Linked DNA regions of Mus musculus: all the other regions are linked to region 5. A link is a contact called in public ChIA-PET and HiChIP or PLAC-seq data. All regions are on one chromosome and are shown on one strand. The core of a region is the stretch at or near the end of the contact, and the rest is flanking DNA. Distances in the headings are between cores, read along the strand shown. Region 1 overlaps Ppm1f (protein phosphatase 1F (PP2C domain containing)). Region 2 has its middle 34 kb from the start of Ppm1f. Region 3 holds the start of Ube2v2 (ubiquitin-conjugating enzyme E2 variant 2). Region 4 holds the start of Ypel1 (yippee like 1). Region 5 holds the start of Dnm1l (dynamin 1-like).

Region 1 (2,700 bases), core at 36-2,535, 550 kb after region 5:
AGGGATCCAAGCTTCAAGGATACCTTTCCAACACATCCCAGCAAATGCCGTGCCCCTGGTGTTGTGTAAATATCCATTCCGGGTCCCTGAAGACAGAGATCACCTGCTTGTGATGACACCAAGAGGAAGGTATGAGCCATCATCTCCATCTTCAAGGTGGAGGATGCCAGGAGCTGCTCCAGCCCCGCCTCTCACATCTTCTTCCTAGGAACGCTCCCCCATCGTTTGCTGTGGCTGTGACCCACGAGGCAATTTCCCAGCTGCTGCAGACAGACCTTTCTGAATTTAAGAGGTTGCCTGAACAAGAGGAGGAGGAGGAAGAGGAGGAAGAAGAGAAAGCCCTCGTGACCTGTAAGTTCCACTCATATGGCTCTGGGATTGTTTAACAAGTGACAAACTCAGATTGACACTAAAGGTCAGTGCCAGCGTGCCATCAGGACAGCAGTGTTGGAGTTCAGCAAGAGCACGATGTGGCATAGAAAACCTGCAATGGACTGAGCAGCACGTGGGTCAAAGGCGGCCAGTGAGACGGTGGCCCACCTTTGTGCTGTCTTGATGGTGCTTCAGAGCACATAGAAATGAGTGGTGCCTGTCCTGCCTTACACACGAGAAGTGCAAGGTGTTGGTTCACAGCCACACAGCCAACCTCACCTGTACTCACTGTCCCCCTTGGCTAACACGAGGCCCTTAGCAGAGTGGCACATCCACCTCGGGGAGGGGGCAACTGTTGTCTAGGTCCCCTGCCTTGACTTACCTTAGTTGGGATCATTAGATGTCAGTGATCCCAATCATGAGGTGACGAAGATGGACATTTCGTGTCCACTGGCTACAGCCATCAGTGAGTTGAGCCCTACAGTGGTACACCAAACCAAAGGAACCCAGGAACAGAACGGGGAGCAAACGCCAAGAGGCCCCAAGACCACTTGACAGAGCGTTTGTTTATAAAATCCAGGCTCTTTTTCTGCATGACTCTCTTTCCTCCTATTTTGCTGCAGTACCAGAAGTATTAGGAGGGAAGTGGTGGCTGCAGGTATGCACACAGGATGTGGGCCGAGTTTCCAGGCAGTAGAGGGAGCCTCTCTTTGCCCAGCTTTAGGCCATGTGTAGAAGGACAAAGAACACTGTAGGAGAAAAAAGAAACCTACTTCAGCCTTAGCACTTGCGCCTACCAGCCACTCTCCTCACCCCCCATTTCTGGCCCCTTCCGCAGCTCCCTGCCAGCCTTCAAGCCAGCATGGCCTTGCCCCCTGCCTAGGAGACAACTATCCATAAAGACAGGCGGCCATTGTTCTCTATAAAGCCAGCAGACAATCCAGTCTGGCAGCAGCTGCCGCCAAGGCCCATCCTTACCCCTCCAGCTAGGAGACAGTATCACCTGCTGGTGGGAAGGAGAATTGCAGCCGGCAAACCAGGCCTTAAACCCAGGCGTCTGGAGAAGGGATGTGCCTTCCCCGCCTTCCCTGCCTGTCCCAGAGCTGCCATGCAAGCCTAGGCTTGTAGCCTTGCGCACTGTTGCAAGTCTGTTGTTGGCACGCTGTTCTTGCCAGCTGTCTCAGCACATTCTTTGAGGCTTATTGCCCCAGGCAGAAATGTGACTAAGGCACCTCCATGCCCACCTACCAGCACTTCCCTGTGATTGTTGTGAAGATAGACCTCCCGGGCAGTTCCTAAGGCTCAAGACTATAGCCCTTGGCCAGAAAATCAGGGTAGGACTCCAAGAGCCTGAGGCTGAGCATTACCGTAGGGCTTGCCATCTTCATTTTTAATTGCCCATTCTTCCTCTTGAGCAAAATTCAAGTCTAAACCTATTGCTGGAAATAGCAGTGTAACCAAAGGCTAAAAAGAGACAGCCCAGGCCTAGAGGCCCAGCCTTGCTCAACGTTCCCTCCATACCAGCAGTCTCCAGGAGCAAGGAGACCACAACAGCTCTCCAGGTAGTCATGGAGTCTACCTGTGTACAGAGGAGGAAATGAAAGACATGAGAAGTAATGTGGTTAGGGATGGGCTTAGACACAGGAAACTTGAGTTCTTCAGGGTCCCATTTAGAGCTGTGGTCCCTAGGCTGGGCCTAACAAAGTCAGTTCTCCAGCTCCTCAGCCTCCACTCCCACAGCTGCTGCTAATAGTCCCCAGCATGATGGCTGCAGCAGACTAGATGGCCTGCCCCCAAGCAGGCTTGTTAGACTTACCCTTCTCCCTGCTCATTGCTTTCCTCCCATGCCTCCCTCCAGCCTCTTCCACTCCTCCCGTTTCTTCCATGGCCATACTTCTGACTAAGCACACTTCTCCCAGTTCTCCTTGTTCCTCTGCTGTGGCCTTTGATACTTGAACCCTCTGGTTGGGGGTTGGGAAATTGGGGTGGGACTTTTGTTATTGATGTTCTAGTTTTTTCTACCTTTTACATGTACATGTACATTATTTTGAAATAATAAGTATGCATGCAGTGAATTATGAGAAATAACAGAGATATCCCGACTATATATACACGACCCCGTTTTCCTCCTAGGAACATCATAGAAAACTATAACAGTATGTCACACACAAGATCTGAATATGGTCAGACACAAGCCAGCTTCCTTATTGCAAGGATTCTACATGTAACCTTCCACAGGCCACTAACTCTCCTTCCCTGCTGTAGCCAGTCCTTAACTCCCAACGGTGACTAGTTTTCATCATTTCAAAAAGGCCTATCACTGGAATC
Region 2 (2,700 bases), core at 147-2,646, 570 kb after region 5:
AAGCCTGCAACTATAGAGCCCTATGGCTAAGGAGACTGGTCCTTCAGGACTTGCCTTAACAGGTGAGGGACCTGCCTCAGAACAATTACAGCAAGTGGCCTTTAAGAGAGATCAGCTTGGATCCACTGAACTCCGAATTGGACTCTAGACCTGCAGCCCTCCATCCTCCACAGTGACTTCTGACTCAACTTCTGTGCCCTCACCCACCTTGGAGACAGCCAGTAGCTGTTAGAGTGGAATTTGCTCCCAAAGGTCTCAGTGCAATAAGCACATGCAGAGTCAAGTGGACTGGAGCCCCCAGTACACAAGAAACCACTCTTCAGGACAACTGAAAGCTGCCTCAGTACCCTTAAGGATTAATACATCATTTCAAGTCAAGATGACTGAGAATCAGCAGGAGAGGGTCTCAGTCCAGCCACGTAGCAGACATCATCCTGACATGGCACACAACTCCCAAGGGATAACAGGGCGTCCCACAAAAAGCCACCTACCAAATCTTCACCAAGAGTGGAAGATACATTGCCTGCAAAGTCTACATGGGCAATTCTTCAACCCGAGGAAGGGGCAATTTTCAGAGTCTCTAGTTTCTATCATTTGGTTTGTGATTCCTTCATGAAACAGGGGGAGGGGTTCAGGGGGAGAAGTAACAGGTAACAGCCTCTTCCTGAGCTTCCTTGGGAGCCTCAGAGAGCATTGAAGCTGCCTGCATGAAGCACAGCCTCAGAATGCTAGTGAGGATAGGATGGGCCATCCAAAACTAAGGATGTGTGAGATGCCAGAAGAAACCCTGTTACTGTGTGAACTGTCAAGTCAAGAAGTCTTCTGATAAACATCATTTCTGCTTTTTAAGTATCCTTAACTGATCCTGAGAACTAGGAGAGGCCTGTGTGCCTTCGGCTTGCTAGGGCTTACCATCCTAGCCCGGCTGCACTCCTTCCTCCCAAGCACAGGCTCAGCCCAGGCCCTGTCTACTCTGCCTTATGGGACCCCTCTCCTGTTCCCCAGCCTTGTCTGCTGTGTTCCTCTTAGCCCTTCCCCAGCACCCCCAGACTGGCCATCCCATTGCTGTTAGACTATATTTTATGGGATGCAACATAACCTGCTGCTGTTGGGTCTGGGGCAGTGGGGACAGGGTTTCCGGGGCTGCAGAGTGGCAGAACCAGGCAAGAGGCAAATAGAGTCTGTTTTTTTTTTTTTTTAATTTGTCCTTTCACAATTTCACTCATGTACACAATGCATACCCTCCTACAACCCACCCTCTCACATCTCCCTACAACCTATAAACCATTCCTCTCCCCTACAAATATCTTTTCGCTGACTAGTGGGCTGATGCCTACCCTGTCCCCAGCACTCCCTGCCCCCAGGGGACACAGCTGCCCACTAGGCAACAAGCCCAGAAGAAGATAGTGCCAGCATGCAAATCTGGGGGTTTCTGATCAGGCCCTGCCCCTGCTGCCCACGCATCCATCTGTCTTCCCCTCCCCACACCCACACAACTCCTCCAGAGCCCCTGGCAGAACCTCCTTAAGTATATGCTGCCTTGCTGTTCCTGATGAGTCGACTCGTGTATCTGAATCTCCAGATGGTGGTTTGCATTCCCCCTGTCCTCCAACTGCATGTAGCTTGACACACTCACTCAGAGCCACCAGATGGGAGTGGGGGAGGCAAGAAGGACAAGTGAGGTGTGACGGGTAGATGGGTGTAGTGGAGGCAATTCATCCAAAGGACTGAGCTACCAGGATAGAGCAGGGTATGTGTTAGACTCTACCAGGAGGGAAACAAGCTAAAGCTAATAGAAAGAGTGGGGGCCATGGTGTGCTGGGGAGAGGAGGGGAGAGGCGTTATGTCCATCAAACAAGAGTTTCCTCCTGAGGAAGGGAACCTGAAAACCAGGTCTCCCAGGCTGGGTCTAGAATGTAGCAGAGCCAGAAAAAGAGGCAGAAATCCTGATTAGCAAGCTGTTATCTGATTTGACCACAGATCTCCACACTGGAGTCCTACATCTCAGCCTTATTAACTTGTCTGGGACCTGGATGGGCTCTAAGCTAATCAAAGATAGGTCAAAGAGGACTTCAGATGGGCCCCAGCACTTGGGAGGCCAAAAAAGAGAGCTGCTTAGCCTGGGCTATATTGGGAGACCTTGTCTCAAAAAAATCAAAACAAGAGGCTAGGGAGATAGCTCCCTTGGTAAAGTGTTTGCCTTGCCTAGGGATTGAGTTCAGACCCTAGAAGCTATGTTTTTAAAAAGCCAGACTTGATGGTGTATGGGGACTCAGACAGGAGGAATTCTTGGGGCCCTTCAGCTACCCAGCTATATTACAATTCTCTGGGAGAATAGAAGCAATGGTTGGATATATATTAAAAAGAGACTTACTAGACTAATGTATAACATGCAATCTAGGTAGTTCAACAATGGCTATGTCACGCCAAAAATGGTCAAGAATCTGGTAGTTTGTCATCCGAGGGTTGGTAGGCTGACAGCTACCAGTCTTCAGTCTGCATTAGAAGTCTTAAAAAGCTTGTTCTGATATCAGTGAGTTCAGCAGTTGCAGCAACAGAACAGATGAGTTTGCCAGCAAGAATGAAGGCAGACAGGCAAAAAGCAAGCTTCCTTCTTTTATCTCCCTTCTAAGTTTCCATCCACATTTAGTATGAGTCTTACTTTTTTTTTGGGGGGGGGGGGTGTTGAGACAGGGTTTC
Region 3 (2,700 bases), core at 127-2,626, 760 kb before region 5:
TACTTAACATTCTTTCATATGAGTAGTGTTAAATATGTTCCAAAAAACAAATGCTGACTGGAGAGATGGCTCAGCTGCTAAGAACACTGGTTGCTCTCCCAGAGGTCCTGAGTTCAATCCCCAGCAATCACAAGGTGGCTCACAGCCATCTGTAATGGAACCCAATGCCCTCTTCTAGTGTGTCTGAAGACAGCTACAGTGTACTCATATATATATAATAAATATTTTTAAAAAGAACAAATGCAATCACAAATTGACATTTTTCATATTACAATACACCATTTTATTAGTTTAATTTTAAGGTAGTGAGCACAACTCTTTAAAAAACATGGCACTAATAAGCACATATATTTCAAATAAGAAGTAAAGAGATTAAGGGTTATAACATTAAAAGATCACTTTTAAAATGAGCTTTGGTCTTGGACAGCTCTGATCTGACCACTGATGTATTTTCCAGAGGTAGAACTGCTAAAGATTTTATTGTCTATGGCACTCATACACATAAAGGTAAGATTTAAACAATATGAAAAATGTATATGAAGGCATTACCTTGAAATGTTAACAATCACAACATGCACTCAACCTCTTCCATTTCTACAACCTAGATTCAATAAGAACTAGAAAAAAAAATAAATCTTATGAATCATCATTTTTAAATGCTAAAACTCAACACTTTTAAACTGTTTTAATTTTTTTTGTCACCAAATTTCTAAACCCTGTTGGCATTTAAATTTCAAGTTTCTGCTCAAAGGCAACCGAACATTGTAGACAAGAGTAGAACACCTATCTAAGGTACCAACTGTCCTGCAATTAGCTTTCGTCTGGCTCAGTGTACTGTAGTTTTTCACTTAATTGAAAAAAAAAAAGAAGAAGAAGAAGAAGAAGAACACGCATTCGGCCACCTAAGTAAAATCGTCGCCCTCTTATTCCAGACAGCAGCCACCCTCCGGTTAGTCCTATCCTCCCGCACGTGTCTGTCTGGTGGACTCCCAGCCTAGATCCCCGGCTCCATCCAGGATGCCTCTCCGCCGTAGCCCCGTTGATGGGCAATGCCACCGCCACCGCGGGCCGCTCCAGCGCACTCCACCCTCGGCTCCGCTGCGGCGCCCAGATCTGCCGGTCCTCCCGCAGGGCCGCCGCGGGCGGTGGGCGCGCAGGCTCCCCGTCACCGCGAGCTCTGACACGCGCGTCCCGACCTCCCTACCGCCCGCCCCACCCCCTGCCCCTCGCGGGGCCCTCCGCACTGCGCACCCGCAGTCCCGCGCGGCCCGCCGGACAGAAAGCAGCGGGAGCGCGGCAGACCCGGCTAGGAACCGACCTGTGGAGACCGCCATCTTCTCCTGCTACCAGACGCACCACCGCACGCAGGGCGTCAACGTCACTTCCGGCAGCGCGTTGCTCTCCGTCATAGAGGGACCGATAGTGGGGATAGTGGGGACTGTATCAGGTTCCTGTTCCTGGCAAGCTTTGCCCCTGATGGTCTCTGGAACTGTTGGTTCATCGGTTGTCCTAATCAAAACACACACATAAAACTGGGTTGGGAGACTAAGGCAGCATGAGCTTAAAAAGTCTTTAAAAGATCTGAGATCTCCAATAGTGTCAGTGTGTCCAAGGGAAATTTTCCCTATGACTCCTCTTATTAAATATTGAAATAATGTCTAAACAAACGCTAACAGTTACATCACGAGCCGGGCGTGGTGGCGCACGCCTTTAATCCCAGCACTCGGGAGGCAGAGGCAGGCGGATTTCTGAGTTCGAGGCCAGCCTGGTCTACAAAGTGAGTTCCAGGACAGCCAGAGCTATAAAGAGAAACCCTGTCTCGAAAAACAAAGTTACATCACACCAAACCTGTTATTAATAATCAAGGTAAAACATGGGAATTCACAATTGTGTTGGGGAAAAAAAAAAAAAACTATTCCAAAAGGTTGGGCTGTGTTAGTGCAGGCTACGTTTAGGCTGTAGTTTTGCTCTGATGACACCAGAACCAAAAGTCCATCAGTAAAGAAAGCCACAGAAGAAACTCAAGCAAAACCGTGAAGCAAAAAGGGATGGAGAAAAGCAGCTTACCACCTTGCTTCTGAGAAGGCTAGGCTGACTCCATGACAGACTTCAAATTGACAGTTAAGGAGACTGGGCCTAAGAACTGGGAAAGTCCAGGCAAGCCCAGGCAAGTCAATTACTAATAGAAAAAAACCCAGGCTCCAGCCTTCATGCCCGATAATGGTTCTAGGATGCCTAGAGATAGAGTAAGATAAAACTCATCTTCCCCAGAATTCCAATGTGCTTTAAAGCAAGCATGCACACTCACTTAGTTGTCTCTCTGTTTTGGCAATGGGAGACTCCAACACGCTGGACTTCTGCAAAATAAAGCACTCTCTGAGTATACATACTATTTGAGTCCCAGGTGTCATTCTTCGGTGAATCATGGACCTTTACATTTCTATCTTACGTTCACCTACCTTATTTGGAGGAGTAAGCCCATGTACCTAAAGATGGTATACCCATACCCAACTGGATTCTCCTACAACAATTAGTGACTAAGAAAGTTCCCCCAGGTTTTTCTTTTCAGACATGCCCACAGGTTATTCTGACTAAGGCAAGTCTTAAATTGAGATTTCCTCTTTCCATTTGTGTCAAGTTCACAACAAAGATTATCTAATACAAGTCCATTCCAAGTGCATCATTGTTAATATTCCTTTC
Region 4 (2,700 bases), core at 27-2,526, 710 kb after region 5:
TATCCATGATATGAACAGGTAGGTGTTAGAAGTGGGATGGGTAGGAAAGGAAGGCTGGAGGAGGCCTAACCAATGCTAAGGAAATAGGAAAATGCCGTATATAAACCTACTATTTTCTAAGCTATTAAAAAAAACACATTTTTTAAAAGATTTATTTATTTCATGTATGTGAATACACTGTCGCTGTCTTCAGACACACCAGAAGAGGGCATCAGATCCCGTTACAGATGGTTGTGAGCAATCCATGTGGTTGCTGGGAGTTGAAATCAGGACCTCTGGAAGAGCAGTCAGTGCTATTAACTGCTGAGCCATCTCTCCCGCTTAAATTCTTTAAAAATAGAAGAGTCAGCCAGATGGTTCAGTGAGTGAGGGTGCCGCTATCAAGCCTGCTGACCTGAGTTCAAATCCAGGATCAATATGGTAGGTGAGAAGCAGAGCTAACCTCTGGTGCACAGGCATGTGCTTATTCACACAATAAGCTTAAAATATAAAGTTCAAGATCATGTTTGAGCTACATAGTTGAGGCCAGCTTGAATTACAGAATTACAGAGATCATATTCTAAAAGCCAAAAAAACATGAGACTCCCTAGCTAGGACGAATACAAAAATAGAGTAATCAGTCACTTGGGAGACTCACTAAGTAAATGGCAACTCAAAGGGCCCACAATCTAATCAATTAGGGGTATCCTCAATACAATAAATCCTAACAAGCACACTCTAGAGGGCGCAAATACGTCCTGCAATGTGTACATTCACCCTCAGCAGTGTGCTTTGAAAAATCGATCTAAAGAGACTAAGAAAAAAATAACAGAAGAAGCGCAGATGTGGGCATGGAGACTGGGTGATACTGCCTGTGTTTTGTGGGTAGGAAATCTAATCTGGGGTTCCATAATTCAAGTCCACGCAGACCTGGAGGCTCTTGGATGGCGACTTGGAGAGTGGAGAAAGGGTGGTCAGTATGGAGAGAGGGAAGAAGCTTGCGCTCTAGGGACCCAGCTGCAGAGGTCCTCCTGCCTGCAGCCTGAGGCGCAAACCTGTGGAAAATCTCGGTCCTTTGGCCTTCCAGGACCCTACCTCCCCACCGGCCCCGCGACCTGCCGGTTCGCCTGGGTTCCTCGTCAGGCCAGCCCACCGGACTCCTGGCGAGCTCCACCCGGACACGTTCCAGCCCAGTCCCCCGAGCGCAGCGGGGCGCGGGTGGACGCGTGGGGCAGGGCGAGGGGCGGGGAGCGTGGAGGGGCGGAGCGGCGGGAACGCGAGGGCGGGGCTCGGACACTGATTGGGCATCGCCACGTTCCGAGGCCGTTTATGGCGGCTGGGCTGGGCTACGGGTCCAAAACAAAGGGCAGGCGGCCCGCGAGGCGGCGGCAGGAGGATGCCTCGCGCCCGGAGTGGGCGCCAACGGCCGGAGCGCGTCCCGGGTCACACCGGGACCGCCTGAAAACCGAGCTCGCGCCGACCGAGCCTGGGCCGGATGGGCGCAGCGGACCGCGGAGCGGCCGTGAGTACGGGCGGGCCTCAGGGGTTCTCTGCGGAGACCTGAGGATCTCCGGCTCCGGGAGGCGGGGAAGCACCTGTTGGGCGCGGGCGGGCCGGGCGGGAGTGCGGAGGATGCGTTGACTTTTTGTTCTGATGTTCCGAACTGTTGGTATTTGGGTCATTAGAAGACAACGCAAAATCCCGGTCTTTCTTTCTTTCTTTTTTCTTCGCCCCCCCCCCCCCATTGTTTTTTCCCCTACCTTAAAAAATGGGGAAAGAAATAAATACAGAAGATACCTCCAATAAAAGAATATTATGGGGTGGCATTTTCAAGTTGCCTGTACAATAATAACTAAAGGGAATTGTCCTCATTGTTTACCACTTGTGGCTCTAGGCTTTATCAATGTAAATTGCTAACAGTAGCAACTAAATAAGATATTCTCTACTCAATAACTGCACAAATGGTCATCTTCGATCGTGTACTGAGCTCCAGGATAGAAAGCCGGCAGAATTCTGTTTTGGATAGATAATAGACGTTGAAAACATCATTTTTCAGCCCAAGGTCTTTCTAATTCAGTTGCCTTATAAGTATCCACAATGTATTCACCTTAACTAATGTATCTTGTCAAAGAATTGACCATACTCCTCCTCGCTCCGCTGAAGTTCCAAGACCAGGCTCACCTCCTCTGGGGAACTTCTCCAGGCCCCTCTGAGTAAGCCACCCTCACCCATCACCCAGGGCCCTTTACCTCTGCTGTGTTCTGGTAGATGTGTTAACAAATGTTTGCTGAGTACCCGTCTCCCTCTCCCCTAGGGGCTGGTCCAGTGGGTGTCTGTGTGCATGTGTATGGTGGGGTACAAATAAATAAACACACACACACATGTATATTCACCGTGTGTGTGCCTGGTATCTAGAGAAGCCAGAAGAGGGCATCGGATCCCCTAGAGCCGAAGTTATGGATCCTCCACAAGAGCAGCAGGTGCTAAAGGATGTCAGCCCATCTCTCCAGCCATACTGTGGGCTCTTAAAAAAGTCAGGGGTGCTGTATTTGAAGAGTTTTGCTACCAGGATCCCTAGGTCTATGTGTTCCTAGCCAAGGGACTATGTGGTTAGCATGTCTTCTTAGGGATTAGACCAAAATCTTGACTTACCACAGATATATAGCAGCCCAGGGGCTGGCCCATATGAAACACTAAAAATACATACATACATACAGACAG
Region 5 (2,700 bases), core at 176-2,675:
TCACAATCATTTGTAACTCCAGTTTCGGGGATCATATACTTTCTTCTAACCAGCACCAGGGAAAACACTCACATCATAAAAATTAAAAAAAAAAAAAATTCTGGGCATGGTAGTTTTTCAGTCAAGGGAGCTGAAGCAGGGGGAGTGCTATGAGTTTCAGCCAATTCAGGTAACAAGGTAAATTCTTAGCCAGCTTGAAGTACAGAGTAGGGCTCATCTCAAAAACAATTCTCGCCAGGTGTAGTGGCACACGCCTTTAATCCCTGCACTCGGGAGGTTGAGGCAGGCGGATTTCTGAGTTCGAGGCCAGCCTGGCCAAAGTGAGTTCCAGGACAGCCAGGGCTATACAGAGAAACCCTGTCTCGACGCCCCCCCCCCAAAAAAAAACAAAAACAAAAACAAAACAAAACAATTCTCCCCAGGAGGATAGAGGCACTGAATGGTCTTCCAGAAGTCAATTCCCAGCAACCACATGGTGGCATGGTGGCTCACAACCATCCATAATGGGATCTGATGCCCTCTTTTGGTGTGTCTGAAGACAGCGACGGCGTACTCACAAACATTAAAACAAACAAAACCAACAAAAAACGCCCTCCTCCCCTAAAGTTCTGTTGCTCCTCTTCAGTTCAAAGCAGGCATTTTTTTAAAAAATGAAACTCACATATCTCTGCTATTCTAGATATCTATTCAACATTCTTTCATACAAAATTTGGACTTATCGCCAATACCCCACATAAGGCCTGAGAACCTTATACCAAATTTGGGTCACAGTAACAAAATTACAAACACCAAAGTCATGGTGCTCCTTCCTAACTTTAGGCCTCCAACTACACCCGGGATTTTCTTTTAATCTTATTTTTACTTTGTAATAGCTCCGTGGGCCACCGACTCACCACTAGCTTGCTGCCTGTCTGCTCACAGCAACTCCTGAGTCCGTCGCGTCCTCAGCGGCCGGAAGGAAGCGACAGCCGCCCACACGCCCGCCCGCGCGTCCCCCGAGTGCCCTTGGGCCAAGCCGCGCCGGGCTGTAGGCTGCAGGGCCACTCAGTCCCGCTGAGCGCCCGGGAGCAGAGCGGAGCGCCGAGCTGCCGGCCTCCTCCTGGCGACACCTGCAGGCCTGCGGCCGAGCCAGGCCTCGCAATCGCGGCCTCATCTTACCTGCGTTCCCACTACGACGATCTGAGGCAGCTGGATGATGTCCGCACCCACTGTGTTGAAGACGTCCTGCAGCTTATTGATGACCGGGATCAGCGCCTCCATGACCCCCGAAACACTGGACCCCCAACCCAGCAGGCCACTGCAATGAATGGGGACTCGACCCACAGCCCGCTTGCTTCCTCTTCTCCTCCGCCCTTTCCTCGGGAGCCCGCACCCATTGGGCCGGGCCAGCACCCAGCCCGCTCCCGGCAGGCCACGCGCCACGACAGAGGTGGGCGCGCAAAGGCTGCCGGGAGATGTAGTTCAGGCTGAGTGGAACGCGAAGGCCTATTCTAGAAGGTTTCAGGTATCGACCTGAACTGGGCGGGTAAGGAAGCTGAGACCGTGAATCTGAGTCTACTATAGTCAAAATGCTAGCTAACAGCTAGATGAATAATGATTGTTAGAGTGTTATGTATGAGTATGCCTCCAGGAGTTGGGACACACCAATTTTATGGACAACCATGGAAGACTTAGACAAAAGGTTAACAAGGTCTGTACTACATAGTGAAATCCTGTGTTTATAAGAAGGGATAGAGTCGCCGGGCAGTGATGGCGCATGCCTTTATCCCAGCACTTGGGAGGCAGAGGCAGGCGAATTTCTGAGTTCGAGGCTAGCCTGGTCTACAGAATGAGTTCCAGGACAGCCAGGGCTACACAGAGAAACCCTGTCTCGAACCCCCCCCCCCTTCCAAAATAGGGATAGAGTCTATTAATTAACCAATGTCATTTCCTTATGAGAAGTACTACTTTATGAAGAGCAATCAAGGAAACTATAGGAAAACTTAAAAGAATGTCTCCAGACATTTCTACCGCTCCAGCCTACCCACCAAGAGAGTTTATCTGGTCAAAGTTCTGAGAGTGAATGATAAGCCCTTAGAACTAGACATTCGTATCACACACACCAACTACGACTTAAGGTACAATGCAGAAATGAAGGCAGAAAGAATATAAGAAACCAAGGATTGAGCAGCTGTCATCTACTTACAAAGCTGTAGTTGTAGCCTGAATACATAGCACTATATACCTGCACAAGATTGGGCCCTCCAGCTATCTATCATAGAAACAGGAGGTGCCCATGAAGCTCCATTCTTTCTAAAGGAGCAGTAACTGTGAATGTTTGCTGGAGTTGGGGATTAGCTTTTTCTATTAGTATACCCACTAGGACTAATAGGTGGGAAGAAGGAGTCCTAGAAAGGAAGGGGGAATATCAGAGGGTAATGAGGGTACCAAAATAATCACAATATACTGGATTTTAAGACTGTTAAACATAAATAAAACAGTAACTCAGAGCCACAAACTCCCCAGCCTGAGAGGAGTGAAAAGCCAAGCAAAACTTGTTGCTATCTATTCATGATAGCCATGAGCACTCATAGTCACAAAGTTGTGGATTGTATAACTGGAGGGGTTACTTACCATTCACCTGCAACATATGCCATAGGAGACAGGCTTTACTGTTCAGAACACAGATGGTGGCTGGTTAATAAGTTTTGAAAAACACAT

The links. ChIA-PET counts read pairs in DNA pulled down with a chosen protein or histone mark. HiChIP or PLAC-seq counts read pairs in DNA pulled down with a chosen protein or histone mark.
Region 1: a contact with region 5 is called in an H3K4me3 HiChIP or PLAC-seq map of forebrain, with 6 times the contacts expected there. The contact joins the enhancer-like site here to the promoter of Dnm1l in region 5. A contact is called at or near these places in 3 of 39 promoter capture datasets (the C10 cell line, cranial neural crest and stem cell-derived epiblast-like cells), 1 of 15 datasets of contacts at CTCF or cohesin (large pre-B cells), 6 of 115 datasets of contacts at active chromatin or transcription factors (bone marrow-derived dendritic cells, embryonic stem cells, forebrain and 3 more) and 1 of 9 other capture datasets (embryonic stem cells).
Region 2: a contact with region 5 is called in an H3K4me3 HiChIP or PLAC-seq map of stem cell-derived neural progenitor cells, with 4 times the contacts expected there. The contact joins the enhancer-like site here to the promoter of Dnm1l in region 5. A contact is called at or near these places in 2 of 39 promoter capture datasets (cranial neural crest and embryonic stem cells) and 3 of 115 datasets of contacts at active chromatin or transcription factors (large pre-B cells, pro-B cells and stem cell-derived neural progenitor cells).
Region 3: a contact with region 5 is called in an RNA polymerase II ChIA-PET map of memory CD8 T cells, with 8 read pairs. The contact joins the promoter of Ube2v2 here to the promoter of Dnm1l in region 5. A contact is called at or near these places in 1 of 484 Hi-C or Micro-C datasets (CD4 T cells) and 2 of 115 datasets of contacts at active chromatin or transcription factors (the 230-238 cell line and memory CD8 T cells).
Region 4: an H3K27ac HiChIP or PLAC-seq map of embryonic stem cells shows a contact between it and region 5, with 3 times the contacts expected there. The contact joins the promoter of Ypel1 here to the promoter of Dnm1l in region 5. A contact is called at or near these places in 1 of 39 promoter capture datasets (the 3T3-L1 cell line), 3 of 115 datasets of contacts at active chromatin or transcription factors (embryonic stem cells and large pre-B cells) and 2 of 9 other capture datasets (embryonic stem cells and macrophages).

The regions. Positions count from the first base shown.
Region 1 is chr16:16,910,731-16,913,430 of GRCm38.p6, forward strand. Ppm1f (protein phosphatase 1F (PP2C domain containing)) reads left to right here. Exons shown (of 8, transcript NM_176833.4): 3 at 209-351. Among named protein-coding and RNA genes, the nearest start is that of Ppm1f, 16 kb to the left of the region's middle. Within about 2 kb of position 1,286, at least 162 of the 459 cell types and tissues checked have an H3K27ac peak or open chromatin away from gene starts, as enhancers often do. A contact at or near this core is called in embryonic stem cells, forebrain, pro-B cells and 2 more, where this site is marked.
Region 2 is chr16:16,929,530-16,932,229 of GRCm38.p6, forward strand. It overlaps the pseudogene Gm46540. Among named protein-coding and RNA genes, the nearest start is that of Ppm1f, 34 kb to the left of the region's middle. Within about 2 kb of position 1,397, at least 35 of the 459 cell types and tissues checked have an H3K27ac peak or open chromatin away from gene starts, as enhancers often do. A contact at or near this core is called in stem cell-derived neural progenitor cells, where this site is marked.
Region 3 is chr16:15,593,142-15,595,841 of GRCm38.p6, forward strand. Ube2v2 (ubiquitin-conjugating enzyme E2 variant 2) reads right to left here and starts at 1,377. Exons shown (of 4, transcript NM_023585.4): 1 at 1,319-1,377. The coding sequence starts at 1,334.
Region 4 is chr16:17,068,863-17,071,562 of GRCm38.p6, forward strand. It overlaps Ypel1 (yippee like 1), which reads left to right and starts at 1,277. Exons shown (of 5, transcript NM_023249.6): 1 at 1,277-1,501.
Region 5 is chr16:16,357,606-16,360,305 of GRCm38.p6, forward strand. It overlaps Dnm1l (dynamin 1-like), which reads right to left and starts at 1,426. Exons shown (of 21, transcript NM_001360008.1): 1 at 1,159-1,426. The coding sequence starts at 1,260.